3 separate regions of the Pan troglodytes genome follow, and regions 1 and 2 are each linked to region 3. A link is a contact called in public Hi-C data. All regions are on one chromosome and are shown on one strand. Each heading gives the region's core, a stretch centred on a gene start, on an enhancer-like site or on the middle of the called end of the contact. The rest is flanking DNA. Distances are from core to core; before and after follow the strand shown. Region 1 has its middle 300 kb from the start of MAF. Region 2 has its middle 280 kb from the start of MAF. Region 3 holds the start of MAF (MAF bZIP transcription factor).

The links. A called contact is a pair of places that touch in the nucleus more often than the background predicts.
Region 1: a Hi-C map of stem cell-derived neural progenitor cells shows a contact between it and region 3, with 3 times the contacts expected there. The contact joins the enhancer-like site here to the promoter of MAF in region 3. A contact is called at or near these places in 1 of 7 Hi-C or Micro-C datasets (stem cell-derived neural progenitor cells) and 1 of 1 datasets of contacts at active chromatin or transcription factors (stem cell-derived excitatory neurons).
Region 2: a contact with region 3 is called in a Hi-C map of induced pluripotent stem cells, with 1.6 times the contacts expected there. The contact joins the enhancer-like site here to the promoter of MAF in region 3. A contact is called at or near these places in 1 of 7 Hi-C or Micro-C datasets (induced pluripotent stem cells) and 1 of 1 datasets of contacts at active chromatin or transcription factors (stem cell-derived excitatory neurons).

Annotation. Positions count from the first base shown.
Region 1 is chr18:77,441,537-77,445,715 of NHGRI_mPanTro3-v2.0_pri, forward strand. No RefSeq gene overlaps it. Among named protein-coding and RNA genes, the nearest start is that of MAF, 300 kb to the right of the region's middle. Within about 2 kb of position 2,280, at least 4 of the 24 cell types and tissues checked have an H3K27ac peak or open chromatin away from gene starts, as enhancers often do. A contact at or near this core is called in stem cell-derived neural progenitor cells, where this site is marked.
Region 2 is chr18:77,461,677-77,465,666 of NHGRI_mPanTro3-v2.0_pri, forward strand. No RefSeq gene overlaps it. Among named protein-coding and RNA genes, the nearest start is that of MAF, 280 kb to the right of the region's middle. Within about 2 kb of position 1,500, at least 2 of the 24 cell types and tissues checked have an H3K27ac peak or open chromatin away from gene starts, as enhancers often do. A contact at or near this core is called in induced pluripotent stem cells, where this site is marked.
Region 3 is chr18:77,743,001-77,747,088 of NHGRI_mPanTro3-v2.0_pri, forward strand. It overlaps MAF (MAF bZIP transcription factor), which reads right to left and starts at 2,690. Exons shown (of 2, transcript XM_511123.7): 1 at 1,128-2,690. The coding sequence starts at 2,245. LOC104002681 (a long non-coding RNA gene) reads left to right here and starts at 3,178. Exons shown (of 2, transcript XR_008540073.1): 1 at 3,178-4,088.

The DNA.
Region 1 (4,179 bases), core at 1,030-3,529, 300 kb before region 3:
TTCAAGTCTTTTGACCACATTAGAGTCTTGATCTAATTCCTCACCTGCCCCAGGGTTAAGGGAAACAGAAACCTCAGGCCTCAGAACTGGCCCTGCCCAGCAACCTTAGAGATGAATGGGAAACACTCTGTCTATTTTCTCTTCCAGACCACCTAGCATTACCCTCTGCAGTTCAAGGCCACTGAGGAAGTTCAGTTTTCCGTCGTGTGTTTTTCTGAGCTTGTTGTTCATTTGCTCTCAATGCCCTGGTGGGTGGACTCTCCTCTGTGCGGGCACAAAACTTTGCTTTTTGGAAAAAGCAAAAGCCCCCTACGGAATAAATTTGTTCCTCAATGGCAGGGAACATACATTTTGCACAGTGTCTTTGCTGCTCTGTGGCGACATCCCTTGTGTCTGCCTGAGGGCCCTGCTTTTATACGGTCATTTCTTACTCCCAACCAGTCACTTTTTCCAGATATTAGTGAGGATGCAGTCTGGATGATGTTAACCTCATGTTATAAGGCCCTGATCCATCATTTAACGCAAGGCCATCCTAATATTATGGGGTAGCAAAGGGGATCCAATGAGACAACATGAAAAAGTACTTTGGAGGAATTTTTTCTTGGCAATTACTCTTGATAGCACTGAAAGCAATGTAAAGCTTTCCACCCAGAGAAAATAGCAAAACGGCGGCAAATACTTTCATTGAAGAATTGATTCAGCATTTAATGAATATCTACTGTGACTGTGGGCAAGGCTTGATGCTGGGAAAACAGGGATGGATAAGGAATTGCACATGCCTTGGAGGGTGGCACCATTTTGTAACAAAGTCAGACTGTGAACGAGGAAGTAGCATCCCAAGTTGACCATACTTGGTAGTTGTGTTTCTTTGGGCGAACTACTGAACTGCTTAGAACTTCAGCTTCCCCGGCTATAAATGGAGAAGATCAGGACTCTCCTTATAGATTTTGTGAGAATCCAATGCGATGATACAGAAAAGTACTTAGTAGAGTGCCTGGCCCATAGTGAGCACTCAATAAACACTACCATTCTCATTCTTCACATTATGATAATAAAGTGGTCTCAGTGCTATCACAGGTACACAGGGAGTTCTGTGGAAATGTGGGGCTGTGTGCCATTGGCTTCTCTATGTGACGGACTGGTGGAGAGAACATGGGTTCCCCAACCTCCAATTTCTTTCCATCTATAGGGTTGTTCTGTAGAGCAGGGCGCCCACACCCAGGCTGCACACTTGAGTCACCTGGGGAGCCCCACCCAATTAAATCCCAATCTCTTGGATAGGACCCAGGAGTTAATATTTGCAAAAACCTTCACAAGTGATCTAATGTGCTGCTGAAGTCATGACCAGCTATGTAATTAGCAAGGTCCAGTGCGGAATGAAAATGCAGGGCTACTTGTTTGAAATTATTAAGAATGTCAAGGCAATGACAGCAGAGTATTATACCAAGGGCCGGGTGCCCCTGCAAGGCAGCACACTGATGAAGCCAGCTCAGGCGGAGCTTGAGAAGCCCTGTGTTTGCATAACATTCCAGCGTCTCTCTGCCCATGGAGACTTGCGTCCCCAGGAAAGGAGATGTGGCATCTCTGGCTAGTAAATGTGAGGAAAAGAGCAGCCCTCCTCAGTTCTAGGAATCAACCTGCCTGTACAAACGAGGTGTGTTTGCTCTGCTCCTGTCTATCCTAAGTTTTACAGAGGCACCTCTTGTTTGCAAGGCTTGAATGGTCTAGCACTTTCTTCGCTGGGGATTATATTTGTGTAATGCTGGGATACAGATCCTGCAAGCTCCCTTGGCCAATCTGAGGACTATAACAACCATATATTTCCCTTGACAACCAGCTCCAACTGGGGAGGGGAAGAGGAGGGTCATTCCTAGCTGAAGTTTGAAGGGTGCCAATGACGGGCCTCTCTTCCAGCCAGGTTAAGAAGCAGTGGGCAGAAATGCAGGAGAGTGGGCACTAAACAGAAGCCAGCATGCAAAGACCCAGGGAAGAACTCACTTGTCATGGGAAAGAGCAAGTGCCAAGGTCATGAGGTGGCATGGAGCTGGGCGTGATACAGGAAGCGGAAGGCCTTGGGGGCTGAACTTGGGTGAAGCCAGGGCAGAGCGGACGTGACAGAAGCTGGTGTGGACACCCAGCAGGGCCTTTCAGGCTTTGGAGGGCTTCCAGAGGCCGCTCAGAGGTTATAGGCAGGGGAGCAAATGGAAACTGTACCATCGCCAGCAAGTTCTGGCAGACAGGCCTCCAGGGCTATAAGGCAGGTTGGGAAGCATTGTGTGGTAGGCTGATCCTCCCAGCCCCCTGAGCGCCTGGCCCACCAATGCTCGCTCCTGGTGGAGTGGCCCCTTCCAAGGAATCCTTCTTTGGGCACCTTGTGGTGCTGATGGGCACTGGGGCTTGGCGGCAACAAGCCCCAACTGCTAACTTGAGAATGAAGAGCAAATATTTGACTTTTTTTCACCCTTTTCTCCCTCCTCTGCTGTCATTTTATACAGCCCTGTTTAGACTGGATGCTGGTTAATGGGCGACCTTTGCCCTTTGGCTAAAAGCTGTGACCAGGAAATCCCACCTCCCATTAATGCGGGTTTTGTTCAGGATCCCAGGAACGCCTAGCTCACAGCTTCTGCTCTGCAAACGCATTGTCCGCCAGGCTTAGAAAAAGAAAATGGAAAAGAAAAACAAACAAAGAAAAAGAAAAAAAAAGAAAAGAAAAAAAACAACCTTCCACTGTTGAATTAAAACAGCAAACTCCAGGCCCAAAGTAGGTTTCAGTCTCTATTAAGACAACAAAAGGTCCTAAATGCCAGGCCTGGGCGCAAACTGTGCAGAGAAGCGGGTGGCCGGAGAAGGAGGGGGGTCAAGGAAGAGAGGGAAACTCAATTGACGGTTACTTTTTTTTCAGAGTTATTTCCGGTGGGTCTGCCCCCACCCCTCAACAAATTTTGTTGCTCTGAGCATTCCAGGCATAAAAAGTGAGGCCCTGGAGGGCCCCTGAGGCCAGCGTCCTGCACAGTGACATGGCACAGTGACATGGCAACCCAGAGTCACCTTGATCTTGACTATTCTAATGCAATGCTTTTCGTTCCTGGCTCCACATGGGTGCCAGTGTGTTCCAATCACATGGCCACAGTCTCTCTCTTCCTTTCTTATTTTCTCTCTCCTTTGTTGATGTTGAATATGATTATTTAAAAGGCTTTATCCTTTTTTATGCTAAGCCACTCTGGCCCAGAGCCATCTCTTTCACCCTAAAAATTCGAACTCTTGGCAAACAGGGCTTTCTGACCCATTGTCCACTGGGCTTGGCTTGTCCACCTCTTGTGACTTACTCGAGAGCATCAATGTTTGTGCAGGCTAGGGAGCCTTCCTTATGGCTCCCACCTGGCATCTTTTCCTCAGCACCCAGGATAGCTCATGGCTAAAAGCACATGCTCCAAAAATGTTTGGTCATGGGAGGATCAAGTATTAATATATGTTAGTTATTATTTATATCATGTTAGGCATAATGGCTAATGATTGTTTCTAAGCTAGATAGGTGTATGGAATAAAAAATTAAAAATAGACAACATTTATTGACTGCTATTTGTGTGTTAATGACTTAACTCTTAAAAGACCCTTATCTTGGCCAGGCGGGGTGGTTCACACCTGTAATCCTAGCACTTTGGGAGGCCGAGGCAGGTGGATCACCAGGTCAGGAGATTGAGACCAGCCTGACCAACATGGTGAAACCCCGTCTCTACTAAAAATACACAAATTAGCCGGGTGTGGTGGTGCACACATGTAGTCCCAGCTACTCAGGAGGCTGAGTCAGGAGAATCACTTGAACCCGGGAGGCGGAGGTTGCAGTGAGTGGAGATCCGGCCACTGCACTCCAGCCTGGTGACAGAGCAAGACTCCATCTCAAAACAAACAAACAAACAAACACCCTTATCTCAAATCTCAAGATTATACTAGGGTTTTTGCAAGTTCCTAAAAAGTATGAAAATAAAAACCAAATCAATTAGAACAAAAACCAAAAACACCCAATTTCTTTTTTTTTTCTTTTTTGGAGAGACAAAAAAAATTCATTTAATTTATATATATTTTATTATATGTTATCTATGTGTGATGTAGCAGATAAGAGCAATGATTTGTGTTTAGTTTTTTTAATTGTTTTTAAGAGATTATTCAGAAGTCCATTGT
Region 2 (3,990 bases), core at 250-2,749, 280 kb before region 3:
CTCTCTGGGCTGGTTGCCAACACTCAGATGCTGGACTGAAAGAAAGAGCGTGAGGTTGGAGAAAGCAATGTTCATTGGACACCAACAAAGTAGGAGTCACTTGAAGTAAAGCACCTCGTGAATTCACATATTCTCACCCTAGCGAAGGTTCATTACTCTTATTTAGCAAAAGAAGAAAACAGGCTTAGAGAAATGAAAATGCATTACATCACACAAGTAAGAGATGGAGCCAAGAGTTACCTAGTCCTTTACTTCAGCCCTGGATTTTTTGTTTCTCTCCCTCCTTCCTCCCTCACTCCATTTTCCTTCCCTCTCTGTCTCTCTCCCTCCCTCCTTCCCTCCCTCCCTTCCTCCCTTCCTTCTTTCCTTCCTTCCTTGCTTTTCTCCCTCCTTCCTTCATCTGTCCCTCTTTTCTTCCATCTCTCCCTCCCTCCTTTCTCTCCTTCCTTCCTTCTTTCCTTCCTTCCCTCCCTCCTTCCTTCCTTCCTTTTCTCCCTCCTTCCTTCATCTCTCATTCTTTTGTTTTATTTTCTTCCCTTTCTTCTCCTTCCTTCTTCCCTCCTTTTCTCCCTTCTTCCTTCCTCTCTCCCTCTTTCCTTCCATCTCTCCCTCCCTCCTTTCTCCCTTTCTTCCCTCCCTCCCTCCCTACTTCCTCTCTCCCTCTTTTCTTCCATCTCTCCCTCCCTCCGTTCTCCCTTTCTTTTCTGCCTCCCTCCCTCCCTCTCTTCCTTCCTTCCTTGCTTTCTCCCTTCCTTCTTTCCATCTTTACTTCCTCCCTTCCTTTCTACCACAAATTCTTACTTATTCCAGGCACCAGGACTGTAACAGTGAACTAAGCCAACACTATCCTTCACCTCCCAGAGGGAACAGCCTAGGGTGGAGGCAGATGCTTTGTTTTCCACTTTTCTCAGCTATCCTTGCCCCACATTCCTCATGCCTGGCTGCCGATGTTGCTCTGGGCTCCACCTGATGCTAGCCCACTGGACACATGACATCATCTGCACTTCTCTTTGCATGACAGTTCAAAGCTGACTGTGTTTTCTAGCCCCCAGCCCCTGCTCCATTTGGAGAGTATTTACTATCTGTGGAGTAGCTTGTATTCATTCATTCATTCATTCACTCACTCACTCACTCTTATTTTCCCTGAGCAAAGAGCCACATCCTGGAAAATAACAGTGTCATGCCTTTGTTTGGTTCTTTTATGACCTAGCTGAGGAGTAAGGAGAATATGCTCTGTCGTTCATTCATTCATTCTCCAAATATGTCTTGAGCACTTATAATATGTGAGAAATCTCTCTTTTGTAGGCTGTGGGGCTACAGGGAAGAGCAGGACAGATTGGTCCTTGCCTTATGAGACTCTTAGGCCAGAAGAATTAAGATGATCTTAATTCAAGATGATCCACCTGTTCCCAGGTTGCATCCACTACACAGCACTACAGGGCTCTGCTTGAGAGCATTGTCCTTTGGGATGCTAAATGGTAAGGAGCAACTTGGATTGCCCAGTCATAGTCATGCTAATCAGGAAAGGCTTCCTGGAGGAGGAGATACATCGCTTCTGCACGGTACATGAGCAATTTCTGGTGTCCACTGTCCCCATCCTTCTGATTCTCCATCCATGGGAATATGCAAACATGTGACAGCCACAAACCTGCCCCAGAGCCAGACAGAATAGATTCATCAGCCTGAACCTGCACTAGCCAGAAAAAGGGTTCCCGAAACTACATTGCTGGGTGTCATCTAAGTCGGCAGATGATTTACTGCTGACAGCCCCTGGCGCAACATCACTAGTTCTGGGAAGGAGTAAATTAAACATTATATTCTCGTTGGATACATCCATTTCATGGCTCCTTTTAAAATCATCTGCGTGACACATTGTCACTTAACAGTATTTGCACCTGTTCCCTGAGTATCAAAGATTGTGCCATAAAACACTCTTAAGGCTACAAGAGACACAGGGAAAAGAGCATCTCAGGACACCAGAAAACACAGCCTCTGCTGGAAGACCCCTCTCTTTTATTGACTCCAAGTTTGCAATGGGTAAGACAAAAGCTGTGGATTCCTCCTTACAGCATATCTGCTCGCCTGAGCCTCAACAGCCATCAGAACCCTCAAACCTCCATGAAACTCACACACACACACACAAATTGAGAGGCAAAAATAAAATAGCATTTCCTTTGCAACTATTTATTTCAGCAAGGAAAACTGGAAAATTCACTTCTGTGATGAATCACAGATTTTTTTTTTCGCCAGCAGATTTCCCTTCATTTAAGCAGGCACACTTTCCCTAAATCCCTGGCACACTCCAAATATTGAGGCAGAGAACTCTGGGCTGTGCCAGGTGTCAATGCCTACTTTGGGGAGGTGGGGGGGGGTCCCCTTCTAATTCTTCTATGTCCAGGTTGAAGCCCAGCCAATTACTAAGCCATCGAGAAAGAAACAATGGCTAATTAAGATGAACTTTAAGGGGGGGAGAGGACTTAATTAATTTGATCTTTATCTGAAACTCTTTCTAATTGAAGTAAACTTTAGAAGTTCTATGGATCAATGCGCTCAGACTATTTGTAAAAAATGTACATACAGTGCTTCTTTATAAAGCAGAAGGTTGATAAACCGGATATTAGCTAGTGGATTAAATTAACACTGACCTTCAGTCCCCTTCCCCAAGCACAACTGTTTGTGAAAGTGCTCATCTACTCATAGAAATAGAAAATTTGGGCTGTAACAGATCTGACGTAGGTGGAAAGGGGCTGGGGGGACAATAATGCACTTTAAAACAGACAGGTGGGATTCTTGGCATTTCTCTGATTATTCTTAAACTATTACTTCTACTTATTTCTCCATTGATTTATGCATTTGCATATTTACTTCTCCTATAAACATTTATTGAGCAACTATGATGTGCTAAGGACCATTTGTGGGCATAGAGTGAAAAGTGGCAGGGTGATTCTCTGCTTTCCTGGAGTTTATATTCCAGTTGAGGGAGAGAAACAATGACCACATAGAGAAATACAGAAATACATCATTTTGGCTGGAGGATGGGATGCAGTGGCTGAGGCTAGGAGACTGTTTGATCAGGATGGTTGGAGATGGGCTTTCTGCAGAGGTGAAAGTTAAGGTCAATCTTGAACTTTGAGAGGATATTTAAAATATGCAGCTCTTAGGAGATTCTAAGATCCAGCCCGGGTGATATCCATGGGTTAGCCTAAGAGTATGAGTCCAACCAAGCTTGGGTTGCATGGCAGACAGAAGGAAGGCCAGTGTTGAGGCTTACAGGAAGGGTGGTACAAAGTGGAGTATCAGGGAAGGCAGAACCCATGTCCAGGAGAGTTTGGTGCATATGTGGATTTTCTTTGGGTACAATGGAAACCACTGAAAAGGTTTTGTGACAGAGTGATCTTTGTCTGATGTGTATATATATTTTTACATATATATATATACTTAAAGGTCACCAAAGAATAGATTATAGGGGAATAAGAACAAAGGAGAAAGCTGCTCCCATTCTGCTAAAACATCCACCAGAGAAGATACAGGGCTTCCTGAAATGGAAGAAAGAAATTTCTCAATTTTCTGAGGGCTGTGAATTTGGCTGCAGGACACGCTGCTGCTTCATGAGGCAGAGTGGGGATGCCATTGGTCAGCCCATGAGTTCAGTGGAAATGTAGGCCCATCTGTGGGCTCTGAGGGCAGCAGCACCTGCAGATCTCCGAAGGAGGCTCCTGGTGCTCCCCCAATCTACCTAGAATTCGCTTCTTATGCAACTTTGTTTCTCGAGAAGGAGCCAGTCACCCTGGACTCTAATCCCAGCTCCTTCACTAATGGTGTGGCTTTGGGCAAATGAATGAATGTGCCTCCAGCTTCTAGGGTTGCATGGGAAAAATGGGACTTTTAACACTTATCCCATAGAGCTATTGTGAACATTAAATGATATAAAACTATAGTAGTGTTTGGCAGGGCTTGGCGCTTAATAAATAATGGGTGACATTTATAGAG
Region 3 (4,088 bases), core at 1,440-3,939:
GCACTGTTTTGTTCTAAACTCAAAAAAGTCATGAGGCAATAAAACAAAAGTATGAATGCCATGCTATAAGTCTTTGAACGTCCATTTCCAAGCCAAAAGGAAAAAAAAAGGAAAAAATAATTATACCATACATGTCCAGCATGCAGGCTTTTTTTTTTTATTAATATAATGTCTCTTTTCCATAAAGTCTTTGAAACAGTTATAGTTCATTGTTGCTAAGACAAAGTAGCAAGCATAATAATGCATGAGATGAGAATGAGTTTTTTTAATGGCAGACTAAACTCTCAGATTTGGCATCAGAAGGCCAAAACTCACAAGTCACACCCAGAAGGTTGATGCAGGCTTGATTGTGGAAGGTTCATGAGGATTTTTTTCTCTATTTTAGCATAACAATGCTAAAAAAAAACCCGATGGAACTCGGCACGCTGCAAGTCTATAACATTTCACATTTTTTTTTTCCTTTGCAAGCTCAATCTCACATGAAGAACTCAGGAGAAGAAAAAAAAACTTTGCTTTTTTTTTTTCTTTCATCTCGGAAGAGATGGGTTGAGAAGGAGTGAGGGTGGAGGTTGGAAAAAAGGTGGGCAACACAGCAAGCTCTAAAAGTAAAATTAAAAAAAAAATCCAAACAAAATAAAACACACACACACACAGAAAATGAACACCAGTTCATGAACTGAAGGGGAAGAAGAAGAAAAAATATGTGAATGATGCAGGCTTCAAAGGTGATCAGCGTTTCACATGAAGAACTCTGCTGAGATCATTGAACATTGTGCAAGTCCGGGGGTGGGGGTGGGGGTGTAAAAAAAAAAAAAAAAAACAAGCTAGCAAGTTATGGAGAATTTCAGATTGGCAATCCATGAGCCAGACACCCATTCCCTCCCCAGTTTAAAACAGCCACCACCACCACAAACTCGAGCAGGGTGTGGGGTGTGTGTGTGTGTGTGTGTGTGGTGTGTGCGTGCGGGTTTGTGTGTGTGTAGGGGGCCAAGGGGGCCAAACTCGGTGGGGGTGGGGGTGGTGAGGTGGTGGCGAGCGTGGCTCTAGAACTAGCAAGCCCACACCCGAGCCGGACCCCCGCGGAGCACTTATCAGGGTGGCTAGCTGGAATCGCGTGTCAGACTCACATGAAAAACTCGGGAGAGGACGGGTTGTCGCTGCTCGAGCCGTTTTCTCGGAAGCCGCTGCTCACCAACTTCTCGTATTTCTCCTTGTACGCGTCCCTCTCGCGCACCAGCCTGGAGATCTCCTGCTTGAGGTGGTCGACTTGCTGCAGCAGCTGGTTCTTCTCCGACTCCAGGACGTGTCTCTGCTGCACCCTCTTGAAGCGGCAGGACTGGGCATAGCCGCGGTTTTTCAGGGTCCGCCTCTTCTGCTTCAGCCGGATCACCTCCTCCTTGCTGACCCCGCGCAGCTGCCGGTTCAGCTCGCGCACAGACATGGTCACCAGCTGCTCGTCGGAGAAGCGGTCGTCGAAGTGCAGGCCGCCGGCGGCGTGGTGCGGGTGCAGGGCGCCCCCCGCCCCCGCCGCGCCCCCGCCGCCTCCGCCGCCGCCGCCGCCGCCGCCGCCCCCAGCGCTGGCCGGGCCACCGCCGCCCGCGCCCCCAGCGCCACCGGCCGAGGCGGCCGCGCTGCCCGCGGCGCCGGGCGCGCCGGCCGTCGGGTGGTGGTGGTGGCCGGCGGCGTGGTGGTGGTGGTGGTGGTAGTGCGGGCCCGCGCCGCTCTGCGCGGCGGCCGCGGCGATCACGGCGGACACCACGGCGGCGGCGGGGCCCATCTCCTCGCCGCTGCCGCCCAAGGAGGCGCCGGCACCAGCCCCGGCCGCCGCGGCCAGCTGCTGCGCCCCGCGCGCGTAGCCATCGAAGCCGCCCTGGAGCTGGTGGCTGTTGCTGATGAGTGCCTCGACCGCGTCCTCAGGGCTGAAGCCCAGCGCCTCGGGGTTCAGCTGCTGCGGGTAGCCGGTCATCCAGTAGTAGTCTTCCAGGTGCGCCTTCTGCTCGCTGCCCGAGCCCGGGCTGGGCGCCGAGAAGCTGGGGGAAGGGGGCACCGAGCTGCACGGCGTGCTCATGGGGGTGGAGGACAGCGAGCCCCCGGCGATGAGACGGCCGCACTGGCTGATGATGCGGTCGGTCTCCACCGGTTCCTTTTTCACTTCAAACTTCATCAGATCGAAGTCATTAACATATTCCATGGCCAGGGGACTGGTGGGCAGGTCGGAGTTGCTCATTGCCAGTTCTGATGCCATTCTCCTGCCGCCGCCGCCGCCGCCGCTCCGCCAGATGGGCTGCAGGAGAGGGGCCAGCGGGCTGTGCTGGGTGGCCAGCGGGTGAGCCAGCTTGCCGGGCTGGGGCGCTTCTAGCTTGCGCGGCGGTGGCTGGCCCGAAACCTCCGAGCGCGCTCACACACACACCCCCCCGCCCTGCCCGCGCCCCCCGCGCCCGCCCTCCCTCCCCCCTGCTCACGCCAATGTGCTCCCTCGCTCGCCCCGGCCCCTCCTTGCTCGCTCGCCTCCTTGCGCGCCGAGCCGGCGGCTTCAGGCTCGGGAAGATCCTCCGCGAGCTGCGGTGGCGGCGGTGGTGGCTGCGGCGGCGAAGCTGGAGGAGCCCGGCCCGGTGCGCGGCGTCCCCCGCTCGCCGCTCCGCTGCGCGCTTTGCATAAGGAAGGGCTCGCCTCGCCGGCCCGGGCTGCAGGCAGGGCGCGCGCGGCGGCCGCTCGGGGCTGGAGGCGCGGCGGGCGTCTGTCCGGGCGGCGCGGGCCTTGGCACGGGGGAGTTAACACTTCATGCTTCTCGCCTCCTCTTCTGCTTGGCTCTCTTTATTATTTTTTTTCTTTCCTCTCTCTCCCTCGCGCGCTCTCTCCCTCTGTGCAAAGTGCAAGGCAGAGGTGCAGCCCGACTGGAGGAGAGGGAGGGGGGAGTTTAGTTCTTTCTTGCCTTTTTTTAAAAAAGCAAAATAGCGAAGTCCTGGGGAAAGACGAGGCAGAGAGCAAAGGGGGGAGGGGGAGGCCAAGCCGACAAGCAGCCCGAGCTACAGCTCGAAGATGAAAAAAGATTTTAAAGCCTCTGATCCAGCAAGAAGAGTTTAAAGCAATTGCTGAGTTTTATAGCACTCGTGACGTCAGGTCCAAATGAGAAATTGACTGGCACTCCGGGCCAATGGGAGGCAGCGAGAGCGGCCGCGATTAGCATAATAGTATAGAAACAAGGAAACTTTTCGGAGCTGTCAATCAGGGCCCAATCAGCTGACTGTCAGCTGGGACGGGCTGGCTTAACCCTTCCTGCGCCGCTGCCTACCCGGGAGGGAACGAGGCCCGACGCAAAGTTTGGTGTAAGAGGGGAAGGAGTTTTTCCAGAGGGGCTTCGGCAATCCGGGCGGACCTAGGAGGACGGTTTGCTTTTCTTTGGAGCGCGAGACAGGCCTCCCATCCGGAACCCCAGCTCGCTGGGGGCTCACTCGGCTGGGATTGGCCTGATTCCCCTCCCCTGCCTGCCCTCCACCCCCAGGATTGTGAATTCGCCTCCCAGCTTTTCCTCCTCGCACCAACTCTGGTACCCAGGTGTCTGCCGGGGACCTTCCTTCCCTGAGCCTGGCCGTGCCCGGCGCTCAAACTTGGCCCCAACTCTTTGTCCGTCTCTCGGGCGCCCGTGCGGGGAAGGGACCGGGAAGGGAGGGATGCAGTGGGGTGTCCGGATCGGGACTGCGGGCTGGGCGCCGCCCGGCCGTGCGCCTGCCCAGAAGGCTGGGCATCCGTGGAGAGGGAAAGCCCATTTTATCACTCTCTTTACAAGGAGGTAAAATAAGTTGTTTAGAGGCCATTCTTCACGGAGACTGGCTGCCCGCTGGCGTCGCGTGCCCTTGGACAGAGCGAGCGCCTATGCGAGATAACTCCGGGGAAGCTCAAAGTCAGGTCAGCCGGGCTCAGCCTTCCGGCTCCTGACTGGCCGCAGTTTGGCCTTTGAGACTCATATTGCGCGCTCGCTCTCTCTCTCTCTCTCACACACACACACACACACACTCACACTCACCCATCCCCTTACGAAATCTGACCTCTGTTTATCAGGGTCAGGCGCGCCCTTTGCACTTTTACGT